2 separate regions of the Triticum aestivum genome follow, and region 1 is linked to region 2. The links are chromatin contacts, called in public Hi-C maps. All regions are on one chromosome and are shown on one strand. The core of a region is the stretch at or near the end of the contact, and the rest is flanking DNA. Distances in the headings are between cores, read along the strand shown.

The links. A called contact is a pair of places that touch in the nucleus more often than the background predicts.
Region 1: a Hi-C map of leaf shows a contact between it and region 2, with 4 times the contacts expected there. The contact joins the promoter of LOC123166105 here to the promoter of LOC123171105 in region 2. A contact is called at or near these places in 2 of 5 Hi-C or Micro-C datasets (both in leaf).

What each region holds. Positions count from the first base shown.
Region 1 is chr7D:367,300,415-367,305,316 of IWGSC CS RefSeq v2.1, reverse strand. It overlaps LOC123166105 (NADH dehydrogenase [ubiquinone] iron-sulfur protein 6, mitochondrial), which reads left to right and starts at 1,273. Exons shown (of 3, transcript XM_044583868.1): 1 at 1,273-1,514; 2 at 4,667-4,751; 3 at 4,885-4,902. The coding sequence starts at 1,371.
Region 2 is chr7D:366,615,120-366,619,639 of IWGSC CS RefSeq v2.1, reverse strand. It overlaps LOC123171105, which reads left to right and starts at 1,397. Exons shown (of 9, transcript XM_044588747.1): 1 at 1,397-1,506; 2 at 1,774-1,848; 3 at 1,936-2,063; 4 at 2,184-2,341; 5 at 2,877-3,168; 6 at 3,271-3,426; 7 at 3,499-3,793; 8 at 3,866-3,933; 9 at 4,358-4,520. The coding sequence starts at 1,397. The coding sequence ends at 3,905.

The sequences.
Region 1 (4,902 bases), core at 24-2,523, 690 kb before region 2:
AGCTGGGTTTTTTAGTTTTCTTTTTTGTTTGTTCTTCTTCTTTTCGTTTTTAGTTATTTATGTTTCTTTTTCTTGTTTTTTTCCTGTTTGTTTGTTTTCTTTCCTTTTCTTTTCTTCTCTTAAAGTAAATCAAAATATTCAAATTTTGTTTGTGTTTCCAAAAAATGTTCTCAAAACTAAAAAATTGTTCTCGTTACACAAAAAAGTGCAAAGCTTTCTAAATTCAGAAATGTAACGGATTTTAATTTTTTGTTCACGTATTCAAAAAATGTTCGTGCTTTCAAATTTGTTCGGAATTTTTCAAAAATTGTCGTCTGTTTCCGAATTTGTTCTCAAGATTCAAAAAATGTTCATGCTTTAAAAAATTGTTCGCGCTTCCAAATTTGTTCTCCGTTCCAATTTTTTTTTCAAGATTTAAAAAATGTTCATGCTTTAAAAAATTGTTCAAAAATTCCAAAAAAGTTCATATTTTCAAAAAATGTTTGGAAAATTCAAATTTTGTTCGTTTTCATATTGTTTGTGTTTGTGAAATAAAATGTTACGTTCAAAAAATTACTCAAAATTTGGAAAAAAATTGGGATTTTGTCAAACAGTGTTAAGTCCGGAACTATACTTAGTTTCTTGGAGGTTTTCGCTGTATTTCGGTCCATTCTATCGCAGTGGCTGGCACCTAGCTCGCGCAAGCTTGCGGACCCGTTTTCAATTCCTAGCCACCGCGCGCTACGTGTATTTGTCACAGAATGCGGCAGCGTCCCCTATTTGCTGCAGAATGGGGCAAATAGGGAGACCCGTTAACGAGCTCCCGTATAAGGGCACCACGCGTGCCGCCATGAGGGCACCTACAATGCAGGCGATAAGGACCGATGCCAGGGTGGGAATCCTGACCGTCTTGGGCAATTCCCACCCGATCCTGGGAAAATTGCTTGCGTCGATGCCAGACGTATCATCGGGCGCTTCAGTTTTTTCGTCGTGTAAACTGGCATAGACCCGAGTGGATGCCTACGTACAAAGCGTTGGAGGTAGGGACGCTAAGCAGGCGCTTATCCATAAATTTATTTTTAATTTACTATCCAAGCGCCAGGCGCCTCGCGTTGGTGATGCCCTGACACGACCCCATTCATAAACGGGCTACTGTGGGCCGTTCCGTACCAGGCACGTTAATGGGTCAGCCCGAGCTATCCCGGCCCATTTGGCCAGGTCTGCCTGTAATGACTTTTTAGTGTGAATAAAGTTACATGTATTTAAGTTCTCAAAAAAAAGTTACATGTATTATTTATGAACATAAATAAATTTGCAGGGCAAAAGAACTCGTCTCTATTTGCTCCCAAACTCACCCGAGACCTGCATACCCTTTCCCCCCGTCATCAGCCATGGCGACCGCAACGAGGCTGCTCCCGACGCTCCTCAGAACCCTAACCGGCACCCGCCACGCTGGCGCGGCGCGGGGCCTCGCCACGGAGAAGGCAGTCGGTGCTGCGGCCGTCGTTGGAAGCCACACCGCCAAATGGATGCAGGTACCCATCCCCTCGTCTCCGCTCTCTAGATTCCGATCCGGTTGGATCAGATTCCTAGGCCTCTAGAAGTTACCTCATTTCTCGTACGATCCACCCAATCCGGTGCGAAAGGTCGCGCCTTTTCGTGTCCAGCGTGGATTTTTGCGATCGGTATAGCGTGTGGCCCTTGTTTAGGTGCGTAGTTGCATGCTTAATTTTGGATTCCCCATTTAGCTTAGGTCAATCTTGGTGTTCCTTTGAGACACTTTTGGGCTGCTTGATGCTAGGTGTGTGTCTAATGGATTCAGCTGTTTTGTTGGTAGATCTGGATGTCTTAGATAACTCTCATCTTTCGGCTTGCTATGATAAGTGTAAGCTCGTTGATAGCACATGTTATGAGTGGATATATCTATTTGGTCCATTTCATTTTCAGATACTAATCATGTGATCAGTTTGGAACTCCCCACCCTTGTCATAAATTTGCTGACAGTGTTAGGAACGGTGATGCATCTATGAATTCTTACAACTGACAGCTATGAATCTGCACGTTGAACTGTACCAATTCCTCTGGTTGACCCATCCTTCAGTTATGAGCTAGCAGAGTCATGTAAACAATCTGCAGCTACAGCTAAACACATGAGCAAGTTGATGAGATCAACATTCTGTGAGTTTTTCTTTTTTTGAAATGGAGGCAAAAGATTTGCCTCATCCATTAATTAAGAAGAAGAGAACTGCACGGTTAATTAATGGAAAACCGGGTGAAAACCGTTACAATCCGCTGAGCGGCACACATAAGATAACCCACACACGCCGCTGTGAAGGAAGCCTAGTCGAGGTAGCACGGAGGTGTCATCGTCATCACTTCTCCCCTGGCACACGATATCATCATACCCACTCTTTGAGAAGCGACTCCGACTTCACCGCAGACGACCACCGAGCCAAGCCACACCATAGAGGCAGTGTGAAGCCACATGAAGATCCTGCCAATCACCCAGCAACCTGCGATGAGGACAACGCAGCTCCGATTCCGACGGAGAGCTATGAAGGAGAAATGTGCTAGGCTGGCGCTAGAAGATCGCCGAACAGACCACTTGCCACCCACCATCGTTGCCACATGCACCCCACGCCGCAGCTCTGACTTCAGAGTGACAGACAATCCGAGGCAAACTCGTGAACATGCCGGAGAAGAGCCGACTACCGCAGTCATTGCCGCGACCCCGACATCTCTCACCCTCATCATCGTTGCCACAAAAGCCTTGTCACCAACACTGCCATCTTCCACCGGCCACCGCAGCGACCACTGCGACGACCCCACCATCCTCACGCAACCACTGGTCCCTCCAGCCGGTCACCACTCCAAGAACGATGCCCCCAAGGGGGAGCATGACGCATGATGCCACTATCGTCCGATCACGAGCAGATCTAGGGTTTCCCCTGGAGTGGTCTGGATGGAGAGCCTGCACCGCGCCTCAACAACGTCTTCAAGAAGAAAACGATGCCTGCCTTGGCCAACAACCAGAAGCTAAGCTTTTGCTCGGCGCTGCCAGACCCTCCGCCTGCACAGAACAGCCAGACCACCAAACTGCCACTTGCCATTCCCGCCATCCGCAGCGACCCATCAGATGAGCCCAACCCAGGCCCATCGGCCATACAGGACCGACAAAACCCAGATCTGGTGGGAGGACCTCCCAGATCCAGGCCCACTGGAGCCTTCCGCCTTGCTGCCACTGCTGGCATGGCGGACCAGAGGCACGCCGCCGTGGAGCGTCGCACCGCACAGCCACTGCCACGCCTTGGCAGGACCCACGCTGCATCACGGAGGAGCAGCTTCATGTCGAAGGAGCCGCTGCCGCAGGAAACCACCTCATCCAGCCACCGCAGCCGTGCCCAGCACAGCGCCGTGATGAAGCGCAGGTCCTGCCAAGGCGTGGCGGTGGCTGTGCGCTGTGACGCTCCAGGGCGGCATGCTTCTGATCTTGTGAAATCGACATTTTGTGAGAGTAGCTACCAATATATCTGATGATCTTGTGAAATCGACAAGAAGTTTAAATGAATGAAGGTTCAGTGGGTTTAACGTTTGTGGACTTAGATTATCCCTGGTTAAGCTTTTGTAGTCATTTGCTTGATGAGATCTTCTGATCCTTTTGCTATTTCGTAATATGCAAGCTCATCCTGTTGTACTTTACTATTTCTATACATTGTTATCTTGTGTATCTTTCTAGTTTGTGTCCTTAGCTTTGGCTGAAGCATGACAGACCATTGATAGGTTCTTCCCAAGAGATGTGTATTGCTTGATTTCGTTTCATGACTTACAGATGTTTGACTGTCACATCTCTAGTTCTCCCTTCTACTATTGTTGATCAAGTGAAACTGTTCTCCCTTGCATTAAAAGATGGATCTTAGATACTCCCTCCGTTCCAAAATAATTGAAGTTCTAGGTTTGTCCAAAATTATTAAGTCTGACCAAGTCTATACAAAACTATATCAACATCTACAACACCAAATTTGCTTCATTAGATTTATTATGAAAAATATTATCGTATTATATATATTTGACATTCTAGATTTTTCTATTGACTTGGTCAAACTTAAAAGTTTTACTAAGGGATATCCTAGAACTTCAATTATTTTGGAACGGAGGGAGTAATTAATAATGGTTGCAAGTGCTAAAGATGTATGATATAATGAACTGTTCTTCCTATTGAATTTTTGCTATAATAATGCCACTGGCATCAGTAGAACACTGTCTTACCATACTTTGATAGTATGACTTTTGGTTTCTCCCATTTTCCAAGTAAAGATCAAATGATCAGTATTATTTTGAGGCTTTTCTGGCTATTGGACTATAGGTAGATTAGAAGTCTGTAGTTGAACAGACTGAAAACTAATGTTGCTTGAACTGTGGGATAGTCATCATTGAAAGTAAATTATCGAACTCTTGAATCTTAATATCCTTGAAGATACTAAAATTTGTGTTTATACTGTTGTACCAGTTAGTCAGGAAAAGTTTCAGGCCATGATAGAGCAGTTTAAGGAGTTTGTCATGTGATATTCACACCTTAAGTAGCATAATGAGCTGACATATGAGGTCTATTGATTGCATTGGGTGTTTTTTTCTGACTTGTTGTGTCATCACTACTTATAAAAAAAACCTTTCATTTTATTTATTGCAGGACACAAGCAAGAAATCTCCAATGGAACTTATCAATGAGGTGCCACCAATCAAGGTTGAAGGGCGAATTGCCGCATGTGAAGGGGGTAAATCAATCAAACACTTCCCACCTTTACACATTGTCACTGTCATGCTTTGGCCACACTGTTGCTTGCGAATGCTGATATACTCATGATGATGCATTTTCTGCAAAGCTGACTGTTTCCATTTGGATTACAGATAAAAACCCTGCCCTTG
Region 2 (4,520 bases), core at 148-2,647:
ACTTTCTTTTGCGGTGCCTTTGGTATGTGACTCGTGTGGCAGTGTGTGTATTTCTGTCCGTCGAAAAACAGCGTGGGTAATACTGTTTTTCTTTTTTGACTGACATGGTGGATACGTAATTTCCTTTTGTTTACAAACTTCTTCCATTTTATTCACTCACCTTATTGGAGTACCTAACCGATTAGGGTGTGTTTGAATGTAAAGTATTTTTGCAGTTTTTTAGGAATACCGTGGTTTCAGGAAAAAAAAAACCTTGGTATTAAATACTTTAAGGTGTTTGGATGAAAGAAATACCGTAGTTTAAGATGTTTTGGTATTGCTCATACCATAGTTTTCTTGCGGTATCTAAAAAAGAGGCCCCGACCCCTTTTTTAAAAACTGAACGGAGCAAAAAGTAAGCGATTCCGACTCCTCATCATTATCTGTTAATCGTAGTGTAATTTATACCCTGTTTATTAGGCTTTTTTAGTTAGGTGATTAATTTGTGTCCCATTGGTCTCTCGAGTCCATGTTCTTCTGGCGGTTGTTGCCAGTGATTCCTCCGTTCGATCAGTGATCTAGCATGCATCTATTGAGTCACGCTAGCATCTAGAAGAGTGCGAGAGGACTTGGCTTGCATGGCATGGCTGCATGCATTGGACGGCTGCTTTTACATGTTGATCTGCTCCTTAAGTATAGCTGAGTTAGTTGCAGTCAGCCAAAAATTACGAGAAAACAACATTTGCCAAACGGACAGGTGGTTTCGGCAAAACAGAGAAAAACCATGGTTTAAACAAACCGAGGTATTCATTGCCCTCGTGTTGAGAAACTGAGGTTTTGGATTACCACAGTTTTAAAAAGACAGTGCTGCCAAACTAGGCCTTAACTTTTTCTTTCGCAGGACCTTACCGATCAACTTACTGTGCAAGAAAGTAAGGAAGGCAAGTTGGTAAGAGTTCCGTTTGGAGACAGTTGTACTCGGAACAGAAATACATATTCTGAGACTTAGTCAAGTAAATTTGAGACGCTGACATGTGGGCCATCTTCGGATCTGACCCACATGTCAGAGAGCACAAACCCACCTCGCACCTGGGTTAGACCGGCACTTGGACTGGTTCGCTCACACAGAAAACTCTCCCCCTTTCCTTCCCCAATTGCCCTCCCCTCGTTTCTTCTCCACCTGTCCAGTTGGCAAGCCCCTCGCCGCCCCTCGCCGCCGTAACCTCCCTTCCAGTCGTCGGCTCTCCTAGCTCATCTGGTCGCCTCGACTCCCATCATTGGGGCCGGCGAAGAAGCCAGCCTCGAAGTCGTCGGATACGGGTCCAGTCGTGGAGCAGGAGGAGTCCCGTCACACTCGCAGGTACATCGCGCTCCTGGTGATTTGGCTTAGGCGATTTGTGCTCTCTTTACCTGAATCATGCTGTACATTCGTTCTAGTTCTCGCAATGTGGACGCGGGGGCGGGGAAGTCGACAGCCCCGAACTCGTCAGACAAGGCTCCAGTCATCGAGCAGGGGTCCCATCGCAGGTACTTCGCGCTCGTAGTGATTTGGCGTAGGCGATTTATGCTTTGTTTATCCGAATCATGCTGTTCTTGAATCTTGAGGTGTATTCGTTCCGTACCGGCAGTGTGGACGTGGGGGCGGGCAAGATGGCAGCGCCGAACTTGTCACACAAGGCTACAGTCGTGGATTAGGAGTCCAATCGCAGGTACTTCGCACTCTTAGTGATTCGGCGTAGCCGATTTGTGCTTTGTTTACCCGAATCATGCTGTTCTTGATGTGTATTCGTTCAGTACTGGCAGTGTGGAGGTGAGGGCGGGCAAGAACACAGCGCCGAACTCGTCAGACACGGTTCCTGTCGTCCGCAGGTACTTCGTGCTCCTAGTGATTTCGCGTACCTGATTAGTGATTTTGTTTATCCCAAATCATGTTGTTCTTAATGTGTATTCGTTCAGTACTGGCAGATTGGAGGTGCTTGAGGAGGAGGATTCTGACGATAATGCAGCGGGGAATGGGAGCCAACGCACCACCTCCAATGCGGATTCTCTTCTTCGTGATCTTCAGGCTCAAGGGAGAAAGCTTGGTAACAACCCGAACCCCTCCTGCATCTCCTCTCTCTCTCTCTCTCTCTCACACACACACACACACACACACACACACACACTCTCCTCCGTATCTTACTTGATTGATCCCTTGATCCCAGCTCTGGAGAGATTCAGGAGAATGTGCAGAGTACTCGGTGCTGACTACAAGAAGAGGTTATCTGAGATGGGTTGCATGTCTGATGACGATGTTGACATGGACCGACTATACAAAGAAATGGATCTTCTGGATGTGACCATCAATTCCAACTACAAGAAGGTAATCTTTAAGTTTGTAAAAAATTATACCAATTTCTACAACAATTGTGTTCTGGAAACTTGGTGGATCGATTGATACTGATCTACTTTTGTAGGTGTTAGTACACCTTATCTATATAGTTGGTCAATAGATGTTATCTAGCTAGGTGTCTCTTCAAATCAGGTGATTGTGGTGTGTAACAGTGACAATTCTGACCTTCAGTAACCTATTTATGGCTGAAATTCGAATGAACGAGATTAATATCTCCCAGTAAAGAATTTGTGTTATCTAGCTGAAATTTGGAAGCACTGTGAGTCTTTCATTGCTACCGTTGACAAAGTCGGGATTTCATCCAGTTAATTTAGGAACGCCTTCATTATGCACTATATTGGGGGGGGGGGGGGGGGTGGGGATCTTTTAGTCTCAGTAGTAAATGGTATTTCATCTACATATATCAGGAGATTTTTTATGGTACAGCAGCATATTTTGTTTTTTCTGCTCTTTCGGGTAGTTTACTGGCCTTATATTTACGCTATTATGCATTGTTTGTTTGCAGCTCAAAGATGTCGGTAGCGAGTTGTTTCTGGAGTGGGGGCGTGCAGATACCCTGCTCAAGAACATGTTGAAGTTCTCCTATGTTATATCTGTCCATGATTCCACCACACCTGCTGAGATTGACGAACCTCATTTCCTTGATACCTTGTGGGTCAAAAAGGCCCGGACAGAGCTAGATGACAGGAGAAAGGATGCGAAGAAGGAATACCAGAAGCAGAAGGAGAAGCTGAAGGGAATGATTCATGAAAGTCGCCTAACCTATGATTTTGTGGGATTCAATCCCAAAGAAAAAGGTAATATTATATAGGCCTGACATATATGCCTTTACAATGCATATGCTTTTGTGCACAGTTGCACATCTTGCGGTACAGTAATTTGATTGTGTTCCTATTCAGTGGACCCTAAGAACTATTATCAGGAGACATGCAAGGTTCTGAAGCAGATTGAAAAGATTCGAGAGCTATCTGTCAGCCGAAAGGAGATGGTCTACCGAATGGAAAGGGTCCAAATGGCCATTGCTCAAAACAAACTTCCGACACCCAAAATAAGGGGTATTCCATTTGTTTTGTAGAAATGCATTTGTTTTTATTCCTTCTGTTTCATAGTTCATTTTTGTTGTGCAGATCTCAAGGAATTGGCGATGAATCATGTGAAGAAGATAAGTGTTAAGGGTCAACCAATTATATACTCCCTTCGTTCGGAATTACTTGTCGCGGAAATGGATGTATCTAGACGTATTTTAGTTCTACATACATCCATTTCCGAGACAAGTAATTCCGAACGGAGGGAGTACAATGGAGAGGATATTAGTACCGCATTCGATAACCTTGAGTCTGAAATTGATGCTCTTGAAGAACAGCATGAGCAGCAACTTGAGAAGGAAGCAAGAATGTTGAAAACACGGACCCGATCTGGCGGGTATGTGTGAAAATAATTTCCCTGTGAAAGGTTTTAGGGAAGCATTGATGATTCTTTGCCCTGCTGTTTCAGGGCATCTCTGTCTGTTTCGTCGGAGTCGGATTCGGATTGAGCAAATTCTGCAACCTGCTCTGGAAGAGGTATGTGAATCAGTGAATGTGCCTCCACGCCTTCATTGGGATGTACTAGGGACATGTTTCATTCTACACTGCAGTAGTTTAACTGTGAGAGCTTATGTGGCTTATGTAATAGGAATTTTAACCGTGGAAAAATTACCTTCTACAATTTACTGTGGTCGAGCATTCATTTCACTAGCTGTAGTACAAGTGCGCTGCATGTCACATTAAACGTATTACTGAAATTGTAAAGGCTGTAAACAATGAAGTAACTACCCATTCGTGCCGATCACCGTTCTGCTAATCTGCTTGTATACCTTAAAAGAAGTTGGCCGTCTCTTGCACTCTGAACTCTGATGATGGCTTCAGCGTGTGATCTTCCGTCAGTATGCTGGTAGCTTATTTGACATTACCCTCTGTTTTAACATGATTATCCTTGTACACGCAGGCTGGAGCGCAGGAGCTGTCATTGGAGGAATGAGAACCCTAAACAAACCATCATCACAGGAGTCTCCCCCCCCCCCCCCCCCTCCTATTGTAGATAATTCTAGCAGTATCCGCAACAGCAGAGGATCTTTCTTCAGGAAAATGTGTTCATAGAAGAGATACTA